Regions from separate parts of the Ovis aries genome. Here region 1 is linked to region 2. A link is a contact called in public Hi-C data. All regions are on one chromosome and are shown on one strand. The core of a region is the stretch at or near the end of the contact, and the rest is flanking DNA. Distances in the headings are between cores, read along the strand shown.

What was found. Hi-C and Micro-C count contacts between places; a contact is called where the count stands out from the background.
Region 1: a Hi-C map of hypothalamus shows a contact between it and region 2, with 2.7 times the contacts expected there. The contact joins two enhancer-like sites. A contact is called at or near these places in 10 of 16 Hi-C or Micro-C datasets (blood, hypothalamus, liver and 6 more).

The regions. Positions count from the first base shown.
Region 1 is chr17:18,186,531-18,190,191 of ARS-UI_Ramb_v3.0, forward strand. No RefSeq gene overlaps it. Among named protein-coding and RNA genes, the nearest start is that of SETD7, 37 kb to the right of the region's middle. Within about 2 kb of position 1,986, at least 7 of the 54 cell types and tissues checked have an H3K27ac peak or open chromatin away from gene starts, as enhancers often do. A contact at or near this core is called in hypothalamus, where this site is marked.
Region 2 is chr17:18,139,334-18,142,885 of ARS-UI_Ramb_v3.0, forward strand. No RefSeq gene overlaps it. Among named protein-coding and RNA genes, the nearest start is that of MGST2, 14 kb to the left of the region's middle. Within about 2 kb of position 2,223, at least 11 of the 54 cell types and tissues checked have an H3K27ac peak or open chromatin away from gene starts, as enhancers often do. A contact at or near this core is called in hypothalamus, where this site is marked.

The sequences.
Region 1 (3,661 bases), core at 736-3,235, 47 kb after region 2:
CGCAACTTCGATCTTGAGCCATTTTCGGGGTTTTCATGAATATGGTAATAAATGGTTAAATTAGAGAATCGAGGGCTAACTCCTAAAAAATACATCTTGTGGAAGTTGCTTCGGTGTCTCTGTAGCCAAAATATCTGAGGCCTCACTGGCCTGTGACCACAAATGGGATTTCATCAATATTCATGTTCAGATCTCCATGACTCACAGCTTCCACCAGCTTGACATCCAAATTCCCCTCTCTTGAGTATACTTGGGAATCCCCAGGGTGTGTATTTATAGTGTCCCTATAGTTGCAAGCTTGGCTGAGAGGGGACCTCCACCCTGACCCCAGAAGAGCCCCTCCAAGCTGGAGGTTGCCTCCCTGGGTGCCCGCGGGGCTGGTACGGCTCTGAAACTCTGCAGGCAACAAGACTCCTCTCTCTCATGAAATCAGAACATCCCCAGCTACACTCAGTTAAAGGGTTGACAGCACACAGGTCCTTGAACCTCAGAATGTCACAAGACTTAGTCACAAGCCCTTTCAGGCACGAAGCCCTCTTCTCTCCGCAGGGGATGAAGTCATGCTGCCTGGGTGGGAGGCAGTTCAGGAAAGAGTCCTCCTTCAGCCCTTGACAGTAAGTCGTCCTCAAGGTTGGTAGGAACCTGTGTTCCCAGGAGGCTCCTCAGCCCTGGGGAGTCCGTGGTTGTGAACAGACTGATGGGAGAAAAGACCATCATCACCAGGATCATCTGAGTCTCCGCTCTGTGCCAAGACACTTCTTTAGAAAGATTTTTTTAAGGATTGGAAATGTTCTGTCCTCTAAAGCACAGTAGACTGTTCCCAATTCCAGCAAAAGACAGAAATTATCAGGAACAGTTAGAGCCCTCCTCTGGAAGAGGAATCCAGCCCATGGCTCCTCTGCAGACCTCCATATCCTTGTACCTGACAGAAAAGTCTCAGCTTGCTCAGGGTGGCGCTGGAGATACCAGGGAAACTGACCCATCCTGGAGCCTCCCAAAACCAAGGAAAGAGAGGGACACCCTACAAGGGGACCAGAAGTACTTCTTTCTCTACCCTAGTTCACCAGAGTCACACTGTCAGTTTATCTTACAGAGAGAAAAGATTTCAGCGATCTGGAACTTTTGAGCAAAGGATCAGATTTATAAAAGTAAAGTTGGTAAGAAGAAATCAAATTACTTTGAGTGTTTACATGTGCTGGGCATTGTGCTAAGCACTGTACACATAAATTTGTATATTGTAAAGTATTGTATATGTATACATGCATTTAATCTTATTTAATCCACACATCAAGTTTATGATGTAGATTTTGTATCCCAGTTTTACAGAAAAGTAAACTGAGGCTCAGAAAGTTTCCATTTACAAGGCCATGCAGCAAATGAATGTTGAATCCAGGGGCCCAACCCAGCATAACTCTTAAGCCTGAAATTTGAATTACAACATTGCATTAATTGGGGCTTCTCTGATGGTTCAAGTGGTAGAGAACCCACCTGCCAATGCAGCAGACATAAGATACCTGGGTTTGATCCTTGGGTCAGGCAGATCCTTTGGAGGAAGACACGGTGACCCACACCAGTATTCTTGCCTGGGGAATCCCATGGACAGAAGAACCTGGTGGGCTACAGTCCATGGGGTCACAGAGTCAGACACGACTGAGCATGCACACAAGACTACAATGACAGCTTTAATTCTTAATATTCAGATATAAACCATCCTCTCTGAAATCAGAGAAACCCTTCACAAAACACCATTTTATTGAAGGTTTCCTTTGGACATCACTGCAGTGAATCTGATACATGTTCCAGAAAAACTAGGGTAAGTGAGAGAGGGAGAAAAAACAGCATCTCCCCCGCCCGATACTCCATCTCTGAAACCATGAAGTCGTGGGGTGTGTAACTCTGGAAGAGCTACATAGGCATGCAAGGGCTCTGTCCAGGAGCCTTCAGGCCTCAGTTTCACTTGGAAAGTTACAAGTTACGGCGCCTTCCAGGGCCTCCTCACCCACACATCTGAAAGACCAGGAGAGCCTCCAGCCCCTCCAGCCTCGTCAGCCCAGAGGGATTGAATGTGCCTGGAATGGGGCAAGCCTAGTTAGAGGCAGCTGTAAGTTCCCAAGAAACAGTCTAAATCACCAAAGGATGCTACTTGCTGCTATTTCAGAAACAAAGGACTTTTGTCTCCGAGGCCATCACTCTGGCTCTATTCACCTCCAAGCAATTTCACTAAAGACAAGCACAGGAATGAAAAATAAACCAGCTGTTAAAAGTTTTATTACAGTACGTGCCCAGCGGTTATTTTTAAATCCAATCCCTTTGAAATATTATTCTTGACATTTTTTAATAGACTGATTGGGACTCTTTAATAGATTAAGTGAAATTTTACTTTAGAATTATGTTGCTTTTTAACTGCTCCCAAAACGGAGACATTCATTTTTAACTCCTCGCATCCAAAAGGAATATCAAATTCAAGTCTGGAGAAAAGAAACTGTAACAATTTCTCCCTTTTCTTCCACATAATTATATAAGACTTTTTAAAAAGTCAGTTCAATTATTTACCTGCAAATGAAAACTGAGATGGCACCTGAAACTCATCTGCCCGTGGACAGCCATCCTTGTAGGAATCGTAGATGGAAGCTTTGTGATGAAATGCTCCCACGGAACCAATTCATTTGCATCCCATTTTGTAAGACACTAAATAGAAGAGCTAGTGTCACAATTTCCTTATCCCTGTCCCTCATGCATATTGCATTATGAATTAATGTAGCGATGCAAAGTGGAAAGTGACCTTAAAGGGGAAAACTGGAGGCTCAGAGCAGCTTACTCTAAGGTGCATCACACTGTCAACTAAAATTTACCATCACTGTGTTCTCTCACTCTCTTGCCATAACCTAATGACATCAGAGGCATTGAATCTGGAAACTGAAGTGACAGGACATGACTCTGAGCTGCATATAATACTTAGTAGAACTAAGCGACTGGAAAGAGAACCCGCCCCTTGGGGAATGGACAGCCAATGAGAGCGGGCTTTGATGATGCAATGTCTTTTCTCCCTGGAGAGCCCTTGGTTAAATGGAAACAAAGATAACAATAAAGTACTCCAGGAGTTGGTGAATTCCTTCTGCCTGAACAGCTCCTGGCATTTGCAGGCTTCCCATTGATCTCAGGAGGTGGGCTCCAGACTTAGGGAATGGCCAAGACTTCAAAGAAGCCCGCCGCAACAGATGGACATAGCTGCCTCCGAACATGACTCTCTCTATCCCTAGGGTTTGCTAGCCTCCCTGGATTGGGAGGACAATGTTCTGGGTTGGGTGGTCTGGAATGTTTTCCAACACCACCAAGCAGTTCTCTGATTCTCAGCAGATACTGACTAGGTATCCTACAAATTTAACTCAGTTCTGACGCTCAGATTTCACTGGCTCGGGGCTGAAGCCCCATGGTCCCCATTTCAGACACCAATCACAAGTCTTCTGACCAACTGGCTATAAATAAGAAGTTCCCACAACCCACTCCCTAGGTTCAGTAGTTTGCTGGAGCAGCTCACAGAATTCAGAAAACATTTACATTTGTCCGTTATTGTAAGGGATATTTATAAAAGATACAGCCAGTTGAAGAGGTGCATAGGGTGAGTCTGGAAGGGATCTGACTACAGGAGCTTCTATCCCCA
Region 2 (3,552 bases), core at 973-3,472:
CTTGGCGTTAGGACCGACTGTAAGGCCACTGCGCTGGAATGAAGTCCAAGCCACACAGAGAGCCTGGGGGTAGCCGGAAGGGCTCCACTCACCAGCTACAATCACAGACAGCCAGTGGGAACTGCCCACCCTCAGAGTGAAGGTACTTCCAGATGATTCTAGCGCACAAGCATAGAGTCACTTGCAGTCATGAGTCTCCCAGCTCTGGCCTCAGAAGGAAGAGCAGAGAGAAGCCAGTCCTTCTGCGCCCTACTGACCCACATAATCCACCAGCCTAAGTAAACGATTGTTTTAAGCTCCCAAACTTCAGGGTAATTTGTCATACCCAAAACCACTGGACACACTTGTTACAAGTTCATGACTCAGCCTTCCAGGCTGCATCATTTGGCATTCTGATAGCACCCCATACCCTGCAATTTGGTACTTCAGACAGGAGCCAGGGACACCAGGAGTGTGACTGAGGGGCCCCAGATGGCAGATTACAGGTACCCTACAGTCAGCCACAGCAGCATCTAGTAGATCACAGGTCTGAGAATTCAGGAGAGACACGAGGTCAAAGGGCTTTGGGCGTGGTGCACTAATATGTCTGATACAGAGGGGAGGTGGGGACAGGCAGGAGGTAAAGATTCTCACATTTCTGTTTAGACCTAAGTAACCAGGTAAACTAGTGCTTTTAATTTAAATCATTAGTGCAATTTACTGAGAGAGGAGCTGGATAAAAGGAGAGGGCTCAGTTCGAAGGGCCTGTGTGTTCGTCAGATATGGCAAGAAGTAGGAGCCCAAAACAGTCTTCCCTGGTGGCTCAGACGGTAAAGAATCTGCTTGCAATGCAGGAAACCCGGATTCGATCCCTGGATCAGGAAGATCCCCTGGAGAAGGGAATACTCCTGTATTCTTGCCTGGAGAATCCAATGGACAGAGGAGCTTGGCAGGCTACTGTCCGTGGGGTCTCAAAGAATGGGATATGACTGAGTGATTCACACACACACACACACACACACACACACACACACACACACACGAGCCCTGGACACAAAAGACAGTCAAGGTCATTGATCCAGGGCCCCCAGAGGGCTTGCAAGCCTGTTCCTGAATCTTCTTTCCTGTGCAATGAATATTTTCCAAGTCTTTGCTTGGGACCTTTGTCCGAGGGTCCCAAGGCTAATGTATTAGAGAAAGCAGAAGGAGCCCCCGGGAGAGAACACGGCATCTGCAGGAGCCCCCATATGTAAACACATGCCTGCTAGCCCAGTGCCAGCAGCAGAGATACCATCAGATTTACTTACTTTTTTAAATGTGTGGGGGAAACATTTTAGTTGCCTTCAGATATGCTGGGATCCTCTTTCAGCATGCGACGCTCCTCTTTCTCCTCCCTATCACTCTCAAGCTAAATGGCGAATGCTCCATATATGCACAATGCTGGTCTCCCTTGCATCACGTGTTTAGATCGTGGGTGCGTTTGACTGATTTCTTGTCAATGGTGCTCTCGTTCATGGACTTATAATATTTTTAGGCCTGAGGTGGTGGGAGCCTGCCACCTCCTGTCCCTGATCATTAGGAGGCAGGGTCCTCTTCTGAAATGAAAAGTCAAAATTAGGTCTAAGGACACCAGGTCTGATTCCTGCAAAGGCAGAACCTGAGGGTCTCCCAGTCGCACCTGGGACTCCCTGGACCCACTCCCTCCTGCTCGCCCAACTCATAGTTTCAGGTCCTTCCGACCCCCCGTCCCCCACCTCCACCGTTAAAATTTAAAAGGCAGTGCCTACAGCAGCAAAAACATTTGATTATTCACAAAATCATGTAGAGAAGGGAAAATACAAGGAGGACTGAAGAAAAGAAGGGATGAAGCATTTGCTGAGGCTTTCCTGTTCTGGGGGTCTTTATTGCAATGAATCCTTTACAAGATCTTGTCAGTATCAGTCATTCGTATTTGTTACATGAAGAAACTGAGGCACAAAGAGGTTCATTAATTTGCCCAAGATGATGCAGCGAATAAGATGTAAAGCTAGAGTCCACTTTTAACTCAAGTCCAGTGCTCTTTGCACTATTGCTTTCTTCCCCAGAGTGTCTGTATCCACCCGTCTATTTATTCCTCTTGAACAACAGAAGGCGTTTCTCCAAGTTTTGGGGAGAAGTCTTTGTGCGCAAGAACCACTGTACCGCTCCCTGAGCGCCAGCAGGTGGCGCCGTGAGAGGCTCAAGTGCTGCTGCTTCTATCGGTTCACTTGGCGAGACAGACAAGCGTGGGGGAGAGCAGCTGCTGGGAGAGTGTCAAAACAGAGCTCTATTTAGGAACGCGGAGCCTTCTGCCTGGCCCCGTTTCCCACTGGGATCCTTGCTTGGCTCTTTACAGACTATAAATGAATTCGCTTTTTTTCTTCCTTCCCCATCCTACTGCTAACCCACATCTCTGATTCTATTTTCTCTCCACCTCTGACACCAGGGCAGGAGTCCCACCCACATCAGGGAATAGTGTGTCCTGAAGAGTGAGGGCAGCAGGCAGGCGGGGTGGTGCGCAGAGTCCAGTCTGCAGTCGGTCCCCATAGCGACCGGCGGGTCGTTTCCCACAGACCCTTCCCACCCACTGGCCCAACACCTGGCACATCACAGCATTGCCGGGACCCACACGTGCCCCCGATCTAAGGGACCTGTCTTAGTCTGCTGGCGGCCCTAACAAAGGATCAGAGTTCTGAGGGCTGGCGGTCCAAGATCAAGGTGAAGACCATTTGTTTACTTCTGAGGCTTCTCTCCAGGCTCACTGTGACCATTTCCCTGTGTGCACATCCCTGGTCTCTCTGCGTGTCCTACCGGCTCTTCTTATAAGGACACCAGTCAGACTGGATTAGGGCCACACAAACAGCCTCCTTTTATTTTTATTTGTGGGTGTGTTACTATTCTTTTTTTAATTGAAGTATAGTTGACTACAATATTGTATTAGTTGCGAGTGTTTCAGCAAAGTGATTGGGTTACATATTTTTTTCCAATTCCTTTCCATTACGGATTATTACAAGATACTGACTATAATTCCCTGTGCTATACAGTAAATCCTGTTATTTATCTATTTGATGTATAATAGTTTGTATCAGTCAACCTCATACTCCTGATTCATGCCCCCGCTTCTCCTTTTGTAACCACAAGTTTGTTTTCTGTCTGTGAGTCTATATCTGTTTTGTATATTGATTCATTTATATTATTTTTGGGGTTTTTCATGTGAGCGATGTCATGTAATATTTGTCTTTTTCTGTTTGATTTGCGTCACTTAGTATGATAATCTCCAGGTCCTTCCATGTTGTTGCAAATGATATTACTTCATTCTTTTTTATGGCTGAATAGTATTCTATTGGGGAGTGTGTGTGGCAGGGGCAGGGAAGGGCTGCCTCCACATCTTGGCTATTGTAAATAGTGCTGCTCTGAACACTGAGGTGCATGCATCTTTTCAAATTAGAGTTTTCAACCCCATCTAGAGTGGGGTTGCTGGATCGTATGGATATTTTTTTGGTTTGTTTCCTGAGGCACTTCCATACTGTTTTCCACAGTCAACCTCATTTTAAT